3 separate regions of the Mus musculus genome follow, and regions 2 and 3 are each linked to region 1. A link is a contact called in public promoter capture Hi-C data. All regions are on one chromosome and are shown on one strand. Each heading gives the region's core, a stretch centred on a gene start, on an enhancer-like site or on the middle of the called end of the contact. The rest is flanking DNA. Distances are from core to core; before and after follow the strand shown.

Region 1 (4,767 bases), core at 951-3,450:
GCTGTAAGTTTAAAACCGAGGGGGAAAAATGTCCCTACCCCCAAACAATCGCAGATGTGAGTGTCTAAAAACCTTCTGTCAGCATTTAGATGAGGTAGGATTGAAATAGTTCCTCAGACCCTTGGGTTTCTTTTCCACCTCTTTTGGGAACAGAAATGCAAAAGCTAACAGTGAAGCAAGAACACACAGAACAGCCTTGAATTTGCATTAAGTGTTTTTAGACTTCAGGAAGGGGAATGTTACAACAGAAATAGCTGACATTCTGCAGAGGAAATCCAGACACTTCTCCATCTTCTGCTAGCTTGTCTATCACAGAGTCCATAGTTCTTTAATTTGTTCTGTAGATGCCATCTGCTTCTCCCAAGCCCCCCTCTCCCTGAGCTCCACGGAGACCTTCCCCATTCAGGAGCAGGAAGGCTGTTTTTCCAGTGTAGAGGACCTTCAGGTGGCAACCCAAAACCACCACCTGACAGAGGGAAGTAGGCTCTGTGGCACCTCTTAAGTTGAATGGTGAGATGCCACCACCTAAATACCTTATGAGGTTGTAGGCTTATGTTTATTATATCTACAGAAAGTCTACCAATGGTAATGAGGTAGGCATTATCATATTCTATAAGTCACAGAGAACATGCAACTGTCACTAACCAGTCCTCTTGCAACTCTGTATGAACTCTGTATGAGGAATTTCATAACAGAATAGGGTGGGTTTATGAAATTCCTTCCGTGGTCCGACCTATCAAGGCAGATCTAGTTTACACCAAATACCTATACATGCAACGTACAAGCATCTTCAGGAAAACTGTAGGAAACCTAAAGAATGCTACATTGTTTCATGTTTTTGATAAAAAACAAAAACAAATGCATGTGCATACTTGTGCACAAGAAAAGGAAGAAAGACAACATGGTTATAGTTCAGTTGGTAGAGTGTTGCATGCATTCATGAAGTCTTGGGAGTAATAAACACACACTCTCTCATGCATGCAGGACTGTTGCGCCGAGCCTGTGGTACACACCTGAAATCCTAGCACATGGTAGGTGGAGAAAGGAGGATCAGAAATTCAAGGCCTGCCTGGGGATACTTGGCACGCTGTCTCAAAGAAAGAAAGGAGAGGAAAAGAGGGAAAAACAGAGAGAAAAAAATGGGGAGGGCTATGAATGAGAATGAATGAATATGAATCCCGAGAAAATCCTTCAAATTCTCTAGCGCTCCTACAATAAGATTTTAACTTTCGCAATCAGGGAAAAAAAAAAAAAGAAGTTAAGTCGACTCGGGCTTTCTAATCCAAGAAGCAACAGTTAATCTGGATTAAAGACTGCGAGCTGCTTAGCTTTAAACTCCGCGCAAGCACAGAAACAAATCCTGCCATACTTGGTTTGGCAGAAGGCTGCAAGACTGCCGGCGCAGTATCAGCCTCTGCTCTCTGCGGCCTTAACAAGCGGAGCAAAGTTGTTTCATACAAACTTGGTCAAGTGCTTCTGCAGAAGAACTCGCCCAGCTTTCCCGTGACCCCGCCCCCGTGGCAATCCAAGTCCCCAACACCCTACGCGGGACCCCTTCCCTTCTCGAGGGGCTCCGGAAGCCAGCCCCCTAAATCTGAGCTCCTCAGCTCCCCACCACGCGCCTTCACCTTCAACACCGCCTTGGGCTGGAGGGAACACAAAGTACAGACCAGACGTGGCAGCATCCGCCCCAGAACCCCCTGACCTTGCACGAGCCGCTCCGCCTTGCCCAGCCTCAGTTTCCCAACACGCTGCTCTCGCTGGCTGCAGAAAGGCTTCGTCGAGGCAAAGGGCTCTGGGCTCGGTGCGCATACCTCCTTCTCTCCTAGGCGCCGGGACCATTACGGTCTCCTCCGGTTTTGCGGTGTCCCCAAACCCGCCCCGGTCACCCCGGCCCGGTGCCCATACCTGGGAGCTGCTGTCCTGGGGCAGGTTTTTCACTAGGATTTTCCGCCGGTTGCTCAGCTCCCGTCGCATCCGCTGCAGCCGTGCAGCCACCTCCTGGGGGTGCAGCGCAGCCACCTCCCCCGGGCGCAGCGCGGGCTCCGCGGCCTCCCCCGCCGTCCCAGCAGAGGGTCCGGATCCCGAGCCCGCGCCCCCCGCGCCGCCTCCCCGCGCCGCCATCTTCCCGGCGCCCCGCTGCAGACTCGGAGAGGCCGGAGCGAAGCGGGAGAGAAAGCGGAGAGGCCGCGCGGGGGCGAGGCGGGCCGGACGCGGAGCAAGGGCGCGCGGGCGGGGGAGGCGCCGCAGCCGCCGACGCGGGAGGGGCGGAGCCCGGAGACACGCCCTATCCAGCCACGCCCCCGACGCTCCGCCCCCTCCCCCTGCAGGACACCTGCGGAATCTAGGACGCGGTAACATGGTGGGACTCGAACCCCTACCAACACTACCCCTAGCTCGCCGCGCTCGGCCTCGCCTCTCAAATCCGAGGGCCTCAGGCGCCACTGCGCAGGCCAGAGAACTCCTGGCCTCAATTCTGACACATCAAGAAGTGCGCATTTGGCAAAGTTAAGTTTTCGATGAAAAATAACATATGAGATTTATCTAAAAATATTCTGGGGGAAGGTTTGGTATTATTTAGTAAGACCTGAGCATAACAAATTTTCCTGGTTGTGTATAAGAAATCATTATCTTTCATCGGTCCCTTTGCGGCCTAAGATGACAACCTGGCTAGTTGTATTTGCAACACAAATCAAAGCTGAAACAAAGACTAGGACAGCTTCGGCAGAAGGCAGGGGAATAAGTTCCTTGATTATTTGAATTGAAACTTGGAAGGAGACATACTGTGGAAAGATATACCTAGTTAAAGTGAGATCTACAAAATATAATAAATACCCTTCAACTCTCACCAGCTGTAATGACTATTAGCAAATAGGAACACACACCTTACTTAAGTGTGCCCCATGAAAATGCACAAAAAAAAAAAAAAAAAAAAAAAAGCCTGTTTAACCCAGCAAGTGATCTGTTAAAGGAAAATGCTTTAAATATCATGAAAGGGCTGGAGAGATGGCGTATCGCTTTAGGGCACTTGCTGCTCTTGCAGAGGACCACAGTACTAATTCGAGTACCCAAGTCAGATGGCTCACAACTACCTGTAACTCTGCCTCCAGCGGATCCAATGCACTTTTCTGGCTTCCAGAGAAACACACACACACATCAAATGAATAAAATCATAAATTCAGTACTGAGCAGGTGCCACCCACATATTTCTAAGTATGTTACAGTGCTTCCCTTTAAAAAAAATCCAATTAGGCAAAGCTTATTTTCTTCCCATTACACATGAAGAAATGGAAGCTGGTGTGATTAGGCTCAATGTTCTAAATATTATAAAAATAAGTCATCTGTAATCACTCTACCCCAAAATTACGGTTAATAGTCCTCAGACTGTTCTAGAATACTTACATCATTAACATGAGTGAGGGCGGTGCCCCAGTATTTACAACCCTATTCCCTAGACACAGAGAGAAGATCCAATAGGCCTATTACAGTCTGTACCCACAGTGGAATATTGTTCAGCTATAAAAGGAAGGCGAAGGCTGCCAAAAGGTAGGTGAACCTCCAGATCATTAGGTGAAAGAAGATAGAGACGACAGTCACTCACTGTGTGATTCTTCTCATCAGGTAAATCCACAGAGCAAAACCAAGAGCTAGGCAAGGGTTGAGCAGAGCAGGCCATGGAACGCAATGGCTCCACTGGCTCACATGTCCCCGTGAAGCAATAGACATGTTCTGGAACTATAGAGAGGTGACGGTTGGCAAAAGCTGTAAATGCACCCAGTACCGCCGCAGGTCGTTTTTTAACTGATAATGGGAAGTACACCTTATAAACATGTCAGCTTATTTTTTTTTTCATGTTGCTCTGATTTAAAAACAAAACAAAATCTCCAACCAAAGCAAATTAAGGGAGAAGAGGCTTATTTCAGTCCACCATTCAAGGACAGAGTCACCCTAGCAGAGAGGTCAATGTAACAGAAGCTTGAAGCAGCTGCTCACAAGGCATCCACAAGCAGAAGCAGAGAACAGTGAGTGCATGGTCTCAGCTCTCTCTCTCCACTTCAGGATCCCAGCCAGGGAGTGGGAACTCCACAGGGCAGGGTGCCTGCTTAGTACTTCTGTTGACTTGACACAAGCTGGAGTCATCTGGAAAGAGAGAACCTTGATTGAGGAATTGCCTCCATCAGATTAACCCATAAGCAAGTCTGTGGGGCACTTTTTTTTTTTGGATGAATGATCATTTTTATTTTAAACTTTATCCTTTTGAACTTAAAATTTCATGCATCTTAAACCTAAATGATGCATGGTTTTATAGAGCTGAAGGACTTTGAAAGGGATAGTCTTCAAAGTGGGCCAGAACCAAGAATAGCCTCAACAAGTGCTGTGTACCCAGACTCACTCATTAAGGTTCAGAACGTATATTTACCCAAATGAGCACCGTCTCCTTGACAAACATCTATTAAAGGTCTGCTAAGTTCTAAACAATAGATATATAAAGACACTGAGAGTTCAGAAATAATACAATAAGCATCCTGACTGATAAGGGCCAGGCCTCACTGGGAGAGAATCATATAATGATTATAATTAAGTGCCGCTAATGAGTTTGCAAGCAGAACTCCAGGGCAGCCCTGAGAAGCAGTGATCTGAGTGACGTCAGCGATGCTGCGTTTGCTTGAGGTCTTTCCCCAGCGGCTGCTAAGTTATTGACTTCAAAATCTACAGCAAATTATTCTAAATGAACTGTTGTTTGAAGTCAAGCCTGGCAATAAATCA
Region 2 (4,767 bases), core at 967-3,466, 480 kb after region 1:
TCCAAACCTCCATAGAATACAGGCAACTCTGGATCAGAATAGGCCCAGCCATTCTACAGTTCCTGTGTTCTGAGCCATTCTTGGACTGAAAATGTGACTTAGAACCTTGCTTTAGGACCACTCATATCAATTTCTTAGGAGATGTTAAAGCCCTCTGCCCTAGGCTGTCCAAGATATTCAGTCTCCTAACTGAAGTGTAAATGTCCAGAACTTTAAGATTTAAAAAAAAAAATGGAAACACTAACACACACACACACACACACACACACACACACACAGAGAGAGAGAGAGAGAGAGAGAGAGAGAGAGAGAGAGAGAGAGAGAGAGAGAGAGAACATGTATTAAACATGTATTTATTTTAGGTGGTACTGGGTATTGCGTTATGCTAGGTAAGCACATGACATCCCCAGCCTTCTCTTTTCCTTACTATTTTGAGATAGGGCCTCACTAATTTGCTCAGGCTAGCCTTGAATGCATAGCCTTGCTTTAGCGCAGAGGGTGTAAACTACCCCCTGAATCACAATAAGTAAATATCTGAATGGATGAACAGAGAAGCCGACATTTCCTGGAAAGTTTGCTCTCTAGCGTTGAATACATCTTACGGTAGCCTGTTGCTTTAAATGGAAATAGGAACCAATATCATCATCCTTTCTGCTTTCTTAGCCCCTCAGTCTTGAACAGAGGTAAAGTCTGGAGCTCTTGCAGCCCTGTTGAGAAAGGCACTGGAACAAAAGGCAGCACTCCACATACAGAAGTGTGGAAAAGAAGCAAGCTTGGCCCTTGGTAGTGTCAACCCACCACCAGCTTTGTGGGGCCAGCCCCACCTGACCCAGAGCAGCTGCTTCTTCCTCTTCCTTATCCTCTTCCTCCTCCTCCTCTTTCTTCTTCTTCTTCTTCTTCTTCTTCTTCTTCTTCTTCTTCTTCTTCTTCTTCTTCTTCTTCTTCCTCTTCCTCTTCCTCTTCCTCTTCCTCTTCCTCTTCCTCTTCCTCTTCCTCTTCTTCTTCTGTAGTATAGAATAGAGTTTATTCAGTGCATGGGGAGGGGAGTTAAGAGGGTAGTTGAGAGACACAGAGAATAGAGGTTGGCCATGAGCACGTGGAGAGAGAGGGGGAAAGAGAATGGGGAGGAGGAAGGGGGAGGGAAAAGCAAGGGAGCAAGAGAGGAGCAGGAGCGACCTGGAGCTTCTGATTTTGAGAGGAAAATGAATCTCTGTCTCTTTAAGCCTCTTTTGGACTGCTACCTCTCTCTCTCTCTCTCTCTCTCTCTCTCTCTCTCTCTCTCTCTCTCTCTCTCTGTGCCTATGCGTGTGTGTGTGTGTGTGTGTGTGTGTGTTCCTATCAGTCATATAATATGGGGATCCATAGATATTAAAACCTTGGTGAACATTAAAGTAAATATATCCTTTTAATAACCTTCCCTATTGACATTGGGTTTATTTTAGATTGCTGTAACGTAACTGTCTGTCACATGTAGAGTTAGCCAGGACAATATTAAGTGTGTAGGTTCCCTTAGAAATGGCTAGTGGCTTGTGAGCACACCTGCCTGGGACACACCGTTTCTCCTCTGCAGAAAGCCCTTTTCTCTATCAGGGGAGCACTGTTACCAAGGGCTCCTCCCTGAGACATGTAAAAAGCCCCAGGAGATGATATTGCATGTTGTAATTGTATTTGTTGAAACAAAATTCAATTAGTAAATTTAATTATCCTTGGCTTTTAGGGGGATCGCTTTCCGTTTGGATTCCAGTGTGGTCTCTAGAACTCAAAAATAAGACGAAGAACAGGGGAGAGGGTCTGGACTTTGAGGCCACAAATAAAAGCAAAAAGGGGCCTGCAGCTCTTCTGCAGAGCAGTGTGCAGCAAACAAGAGCTAGCTTTTCTTTGCGTGCCTGATAAAAACCTCAAACCACGTGGGCTTTGCTTTGGCATCTGGATATCAGATTAGTCGGAAAGAACACAGGTTTGGAAGGGTGGTTAAGCTATGGAACTGTTTAGTACAAGATTTGAGCGTCTCTCCCTCCTCCTTCTTTCCCCTGGGGAGGGAGAAGAGAGACAGGGAGGGGATGGGAAAGAAGGGAAGGGAATAAAAGGAAAGGTAATAGGGAGGGAGAGGAGAAGGGGGGTGGGGAGGGGAAGGGACAAGGAAGGGAAAAGAACTGTCAGTGTTCTCAGAGTCTCCCAACCTGTAATGAGAAGGAGGCAAAGGCGCTCTGGGTGGAGATCAGGCTCGGGAGCTTTCTTGTTGGTACCTAGGGCACTCCCGCCCCCTCCTCCCAGGGCGGGCATTAGGCACTGGAAGTCATTGAGCAGGATCACAGGGGCTCTGGCATCTGACAGGCAGGATTGACTGACTTCTCCAGGTTGGCTCTGACTTTACCGAGCAGCACTATCGTTAAGCTAGAGTAATTTCCTCTTAGAAAGCCTTTCCCGCGGTGTGGAAACGTCTTCCCTAGGGAAGCACAGCGGTCCCACTCATAAATGCTCTTGGTTTCTGCCAGCCTTTCAAAGTGCTTGGCTTCTGGGAACCTCAGAGCCTGAGCACGGGCACAGCGGCTAACGGGCGCCACCTTCAGGGAGAGAGGAGTAGGAACAATAAGGCAGATTTTCTAAAGCTGTCTTAGGCTGTAGTGATACCGATACCACTGTTTTTGGGGGGATGTTTAGAAGTTAAGTTTCCCATCTTCTCTCCTACTCTCTTCTCGGAAGTCTGTGAGTCACAAAACTGGAACTCACACTCGTGTAGACTTGAGCTTCAGATTCGCCTCATGTGGTGAAGGCGAAGAGATCCCTTCCAGCGATAGGTGTCCTAACTAAATGGCTTGTCACACCCCAGGGGCAGATTTAAGAAAAATCTCCCACCAAAATGCATCTCAAAGTGCTATGTATGGATGCTCTTCAAAGCCATCCGTGTAGCTGATGGGTTTGAATTCAGGTCTCTGGAAACTGATTTTTCTATCATAGTCTATCAGATGAATTATCAGAAGTACAACTTCTTTTATGAAATGCACAAGGCTCACTGCAGGTCTGCGCCGCTGCTTTTAGTATTTTATAATGCATTTGTGCATTTTTTTTTTTTTGGTCTTCTCAGCAGCCTTAACAACTGAGGTGTCATTCATTATTGCCTATCCTGCTGGACTAGAGAAACCAGTGTGAAAGTGGGTTAACTCCTATCCCCTGGCCACAGTTTGCAAGCATGTGACTGGCTCTTGATGTCAGACTCCAAATTTGGAATCCCCCACCAGCAACCCCTGCTGTTGCCTGTGGGGTAAAGAGTAAGAAATTCTCTCAAACTAGAACTGTTTTGTTTCTAAATGTTTCTATTTCAGCTTGCATGTATTTTTGACATATTTTTCCATTGGCAGCTAAAAATAGAAAATATAGCCATAGCTTGGTAATGAAAGAACTCTTATGATATTTTAGGAAACATTCTCGTTCCACATGGAATTATTTTAGAAATCAAAAGCAGAAAGATCTCTGGGCAATCTCCAAATATTTACTAAAAACAACTTCTAAATAATACATGGATCAAAGAATACAAACAAAATTAGGCCTCTTTTAGTTTTAGTGAAAATTTGAAACATAACAGTTCCTTGGATTGCCAGGGAAGCAAGAGGAACTGAGGGGGACTTTACTCAGGGTTGGTCTCCTTTCCAAAAATGTGGAGTCCAGAAGTGTCTCAGAATGCTTGCTTAGCCATTACAACTTCAGTATGGCCTAACCAGGAACCCCCAAATCCAAGACATTCTGAAATCTGAAATACCCTAAAACCGGAAATTGTTTGCATGTTGGCTCTCACTTTGCAGGGAGCGGAGGAGAGTAGGCAGGATTTTTGGATTAAAGATAATAAGTCTGTTGGATTAAATTCTTGGGTTTGGGGAAAAGTCTTCAGTTTAGGTATCAGCTTCCAGTGTAAGGAATTGGGGCTGGGGGAGTAAGTTAAGCCTAGCACGGTGGGATGCACCTGTACTCCCAGTTGCAAGAGGGTGAAGTTAAGTCTATGCAAGTAGATCAAACAGTGAGAACCTAACTCGAGGACCCCTCCCAAACAAGCATTGCTTGAAACAAACTGAAAACAAGAGTGAGCTGAACTCAGAGGAAGCCGCAGAGGTAAATGAAGAATAGTGTGGCAGAAATTTTAAATTACATTGGTGTATGTGTGTGTGTGTGTGTGTGCAGGCACACACGCAAGCACATGTGTGCACATACATACCTGCATGCTACAGAGAACTTGTGGAGGTCAGAGAACAATTATCAGGACTCGTCTTTCCCCTATTACATAGTCTTTAAGGGATGGAACTCAGGCCCTTAGGCTTGGCAGAAAGTACATATATTTCCTCATATACTTCAACCCTTGCTAATAATTTGACCAAGAACAAAAAGGAATTGAGAAATTACAAAAGCCCAAAGCATAAAAAAACAACAAATAAACAAACAAACAAGAACAAAACCAAAACCCAATAAAGTTAGTAAACCTCAGAAAACGTATAGATGCTTGGAAATCAAACGACACACTTATCTTTACGAGAGCATCATGTGTGATGCATCTGCATGTGCATTTGTACATGTATGAATACAAGTGTACGTGTGTAAGAGCATGCACAGGTAGGAGCTTGAAGTTGCTGTAAGGTGACCTGGATTTCTCTTTATTTACTGAATCAGGGTTCACTGAATCTGGAACTTTCCAACTCTGGCTAGTCTAGCTAGTCGACTTACTTCAAGCCTCCCTGTCTTCATCTCCCAAGTGCTGTGGTTACTGGCGGACACCATGCC
Region 3 (4,767 bases), core at 611-3,110, 350 kb before region 1:
AAATGTGCTGGGTATTAAACTACCTTGACTCAGCTATCTTTCTCTATAGCCTTACTGGGAGAGCCCCAACCCCATGCACAACCCCTCCAACTGTATTGCCCCCCCTCCCAAACTGTATTCCAAATGCTGAAAGACCATGAGAGAGGAGGGGACCGCCTGTATGGAGCTCAAGAGTACAGTGCTTCCCGAGCGTTCATACAGGCATGAAGGTCGACAGAGAAAATGGATCTCACTGGGGAGTGGAGTGTACTGATACAGTAACTATCTCAAATCTATGGGCAGGTGAGGTGGATCAAAGTATGAATAAAGGCACTTGACACGGGGAGCTCCCCGTGCACAAAGCTAGTACCACACTCAAATAACAAATAAATAAGATTTTAAATTCTAATTTAAAACCGGTTTTGAATGTCGCTCCATGGTGCGGTACCTGCCTAGATTATTAGAAGACCCGGTACGCACAAACGCTTCTATCTCTGACACACATATGAGGGAAAGTACCCCTGATTGTCCAAATAAAGGCTGGTCTTTGCAACCTGCTTCAGGGTATAATAAGTAGCTTTTCAGATGCTTCAAGAGGTTGCTTTTAATCGCTTTCCAACATTGTCCTCCACCCACCTGTTCATGATCCTAGGTGCTTCTGAAATGCAGATTTATTAACAATTAACCCATAACAAGCCATAACCACCGTGCACACAAATGAGAACAGAAATAGGGAAGGATCTTATGGGCAACACATTTCATAAGGGGTTTGCTAATTAACACTCATCAGCATCCCAGGATGGTCTGCGCCCCACAGTAGCACGCGGATAACTCACCTTCTTTGGAACCGAGGAAGAGGGGAGAAGGGAGACACTTGCAAGACTAAGTGATGGGGCGATCTAGACCCCCAACTTCACCGCATCCGCCAAGGGACAACCTCAAAAGGCCACTTGCAGCAAAGCTGCACTCAAAATGCAATCTTTCAGAACAAGTCTCCGGGTCTGCAGGCGGCCAAGCTGGGCTTGAGGAGGGGGGGGGGGGGTTAGCAGGGACAGTTCGTCGCGGCCGCCTGCACCGACCACAGGCCTTTCACCGCCACGCAGCACTTAGCTCCAGGCTGGAGCGCGCGCGAGAGGCCGTGGGGGAGCGAGCCGCAGAGTCCCAGAGCGCCAGCGGCCGCGACTCCCACAGGTGGGCGGCGCGGTGCTCGTCTCCTCGCGGGGGAAGGCGACCCGCGGTTGAGAAGGACCACAACTGGGAACCCAGGGGCTCGGCTTTCGGCAGGCGGCACGAGAGGCCAGTTAGGGTCCCCGCCGAGAGGCTCGCGTTTCCCTCGGCCTGCCGTGCAGGGTCCCTTCCCACGCGCGTGCGGCCAGTGCAGTCCGAGGCGCTGCCGAGCAGCCTCGGCCTCCCCCGGGCGCGGTTAAGCAGCGCGGGCGGGCGGGCAGGCTGGCGGCCGGCTGCATGCGCCGCGGCACGTACAAGCCCGCACGGGCACACGCGGGCGGGGGCAGGGCGCCGGCGCCGAGGGGACCCGAGCCCGCGACCGCCCTGCTCCCGGCCCGACCAACCCGCCAGACTCGTCTCTACCCTCACTCCCCCCGCCTTAGCTCCTCACCCGTGCCGGTCTTGAGGTTCTCCCGCAACAAGTGGCCGCTGGAGAGATGCTGGAGGCCAAAGTTCTGGGCGATCCTTTCGCAAACGGTGCCCTTGCCAGAGCCGGGCGGCCCGAGGATGACCGCGCGCAGGAGTTTGGAAGCCATGGCTTTGGCGGTGGCCAGGACGGCAGCCCGCGCACTTTGCCCAGCAGCCCCTGCCTCGACACCCTCCGCACGCGGGGACTCGCCTGCCACCCCTACAGGGGAAAGGAGAGGCTTTAAAGACTGCCCCGCCCCTCGGCCCCGCCCTCCGCCACCTCCTCGGGCCCCGGCCGCTCCGGTGAACCGTCGCAGCCCCCACCCCACCCCCACTCCCATCCCCCGGCCTGCAAGCTCGGCCCTCTGGGGTCAGAGGTCAGTCAGACCCACCCGAGTCCTTCCCTGCTGCCCAGTCCAGGCGCGCAACTCCGGGAAGCCCCTGCCGGTCCCCGCACGTGGGCAGAGTGGGAGCAGCTCTCCGGGCGCTTCTCGGTGACTGTCGCTTCCCCCCACAGTGGCCGCTGCCTGCAACTGGAGGGGCCCACCTCCGTCCCGAGCAGCCGGGGAGACACACACCTCGGTGGAAAGGAGCGCGGCCAGACTTAGCCCGGATCCCGCTGGGCGGCGCCGCCTCTGCCGGGCTGGCCGCGCGGGACTCGCTGCTTCTTACGTAAGCCGGGAGCCGGCTCCACGCTACCGCCGCCGCGCCCCCTCCTCTCCCCTCCCGGCGTGTCCGGAGCCAGGCTGAGGCTGCGGGGGCGAACGGAGATGAAGACGCCCAGAGAGAAAGGAACCGCCTGGGGACCCGGTCTATTGTCAAGGGGAAGGAAAAACACAACTTGTTGAGCGCCTACCCTGTGTCCAATTCTAGGCTGTGTGATTTTATTATGCAACCTTTACAGGTACCGATGGAGGAAGGCTTGGAATATGTACGCACCATTCGTTCATATACTTAGCAGTGTAAAGTGGAGATCTCTTTGTTTTAATCCCTGTGAGGGAATCAAAACGCCTGAGACTGTCCCTTAAACCAGGGTGGTTTACACCAGTGTTCACTGCAGGCCCTGGCAAGAGTAGAAAGTTGTGGGCGGGCCTGAACTTATTACTTACTTATTGAGACCTAATCTCAAAAAAAAAAAAAAAAAAAAAAAGTAAAAAAAGATCTATTGTATACCCAACGCTCTTCTTTTTGCTTGATATACAACAACAACAAATGATCGAATCCTGGCCCCATAGTTGCAGCCAAAGTTTTAAAACCTTGACTGGCTCCATCCAATGCCAGCGCCCTGAAGAGGAGGAAGAGAAGGATGACTTTGGCTGTACTCCGAGGAAGAGAGAGAAGGACAGAGGATCCCAGGGCTTCTTTGCCAAGGATATAATACTCTCGACTCTGCTCACCACCTCAAACGGCGGCTTTCTTTTCCTTGCCCCTCACATACCAACCAATACTCCCACATGCCTCAGCCTTTGCTTTGATTTGTTTGAGACAGGGCTTCTCTTCACAGCCCAGGATGGTCTTGAACTCACCATGCTTTTGCCACTGCCTTTTTTTTTTTAACTAGGTATTTTTTTTTCATTTACATTTCCAGTGCTATCCCAAAAGTTCCCCCATATCCTCCCCCACTCCGTCGCCATCCACTCCCACTTCTTGGCCCTGGCGTTCCCCTGTACTGGGGCATATAAAGTTTGCATGTCCAATGGGCCTCTCTTTCCAGTGATGGCCGACTAGGCCATCTTTTGATGCATATGCAGCTAGAGTCAAGAGCTCAGGGGTACTGGTTCGTTCATATTGTTGTTCCACCTATAGGGTTGCAGATCCCTTTAGTTCCTTGGGTGCTTTCTCTAGCTCCTCCATTGGGAGCCCTGTGATCCATCCAATAGCTGACTGTGAGCATCCACTTCTGTGTTTGCTAGGCCCCGACATAGTCTCACAAGAGACAGCTCTATCAGGGTCCTTTCAGCAAAATCTTGCTAGTGTATGCAATGGTGTCAGCGTTTGGAGGCTGATTATGGGATGGATCCCCGAGGATGGCAGTCTCTAGATGGTCCATCCTTTCGTCTCAGCTCCAAACTTTGTCTCTGTAACTCCTTCCATGGGTGTTTTGTTCCCAATTCTAAGAAGGGGCAAAGTGTCCACACTTTGGTCTTCGTTCTTCTTGAGTTTCCTGTGTTTCGCAAATTATATGGTATATCTTGGATATTCTAAGTTTCTGGGCTAATATCCACTTTTCATGAGTACATATCATGTGAGTTCTTTTGTGATTGGGTTACCTCACTCAGGATGATGCCCTCCAGGTCCATCCATCCATTTGCCTAGGAATTCCATAAATTCATTCTTTTTAATAGCTGAATAGTACTCCATTGTGTAAATGTACCACATTTTCTGTATCCATTCTTGTGTTGAGGGGCACCTGGGTTCTTTCCAGCTTCTGGCTATTATAAATAAGGCTGCTACCAGGATTATAGTAACGGGTCACCAAGCCCTGCTGCCTACTCTCAATTCTGCTACATGAAAGCCCTCAGTTTCTCATCCAAATACTGGGATGATCACCTGTACATCTGTCTTCTACACCCTTCTATTTTCTCTGCAGTTACAAGGAACACTGCTAAAGTAAAAACCCATCTCTGCTACTTGCCCACCTCGGTGTGTCCCACCTCCTTCCTAAGGGGCCTGCCTGCTTTGCTGAAATCCTTTGCAGAATTCTGAGCATAACTGAGAGATGGTGAGACACAGTGTAGTGAGGAATCCGTGGGAAAGAGCCTCCTAGATTCCCGGCTGTAGTGTGTGACGGAGGCAGGAGACAGAGCCTGATATGGTATCTTGCCAATCCAGCTTCCCTCGTTGCCATTCCACACAGTCTTGGCAAGACGACACGCTCAGGCCACCAACCCCCTGTGCCAACGTTTGTTCCGTAGACTCATTTCCTAAAATACCCCCGTGTGCTATAGATTTTACTGTGGGCTCCTTCGATGAGCCTTTTGCCGAAGAACAAAAAGAAAGGCTTCCAGTGTGAGGGGGCTTACATCTCTTAGGTTCTTGCCATATGCTCTGTAATAAAAGCAGCTGATAGCTCCTTACAGGGATTGTTAGACAAGAGCCTACATCAGAACCACCTAGAGAGCTTGTTAAAACATCTTGCTGAGGGCCAGAAGG

Evidence for each region. Promoter capture Hi-C pulls out the DNA fragments that hold promoters and counts their contacts. Capture Hi-C pulls out chosen DNA fragments and counts their contacts.
Region 2: a contact with region 1 is called in a promoter capture Hi-C map of hippocampal neurons, with 4 times the contacts expected there. The contact joins the enhancer-like site here to the promoter of Raver2 in region 1. A contact is called at or near these places in 4 of 39 promoter capture datasets (cranial neural crest, embryonic stem cells, frontonasal cranial neural crest and 1 more) and 6 of 115 datasets of contacts at active chromatin or transcription factors (embryonic limb bud, embryonic midbrain, embryonic stem cells and 2 more).
Region 3: a promoter capture Hi-C map of adipose tissue shows a contact between it and region 1. The contact joins the promoter of Ak4 here to the promoter of Raver2 in region 1. A contact is called at or near these places in 1 of 39 promoter capture datasets (the C10 cell line), 1 of 484 Hi-C or Micro-C datasets (embryonic stem cells) and 2 of 9 other capture datasets (adipose tissue and liver).

Annotation. Positions count from the first base shown.
Region 1 is chr4:101,066,471-101,071,237 of GRCm38.p6, reverse strand. Raver2 (ribonucleoprotein, PTB-binding 2) reads right to left here and starts at 2,200. Exons shown (of 12, transcript NM_183024.1): 1 at 1,909-2,200. The coding sequence starts at 2,124. It overlaps Gm35956 (a long non-coding RNA gene), which reads right to left and starts at 1,901. Exons shown (of 2, transcript XR_867959.2): 1 at 1-1,901.
Region 2 is chr4:100,586,195-100,590,961 of GRCm38.p6, reverse strand. No RefSeq gene overlaps it. Among named protein-coding and RNA genes, the nearest start is that of Ube2uos, 61 kb to the right of the region's middle. Within about 2 kb of position 2,216, at least 61 of the 459 cell types and tissues checked have an H3K27ac peak or open chromatin away from gene starts, as enhancers often do. A contact at or near this core is called in embryonic limb bud, hippocampal neurons and neural tube, where this site is marked.
Region 3 is chr4:101,416,796-101,421,562 of GRCm38.p6, reverse strand. Ak4 (adenylate kinase 4) reads right to left here and starts at 1,860. Exons shown (of 5, transcript NM_009647.5): 1 at 1,598-1,860. The coding sequence starts at 1,742.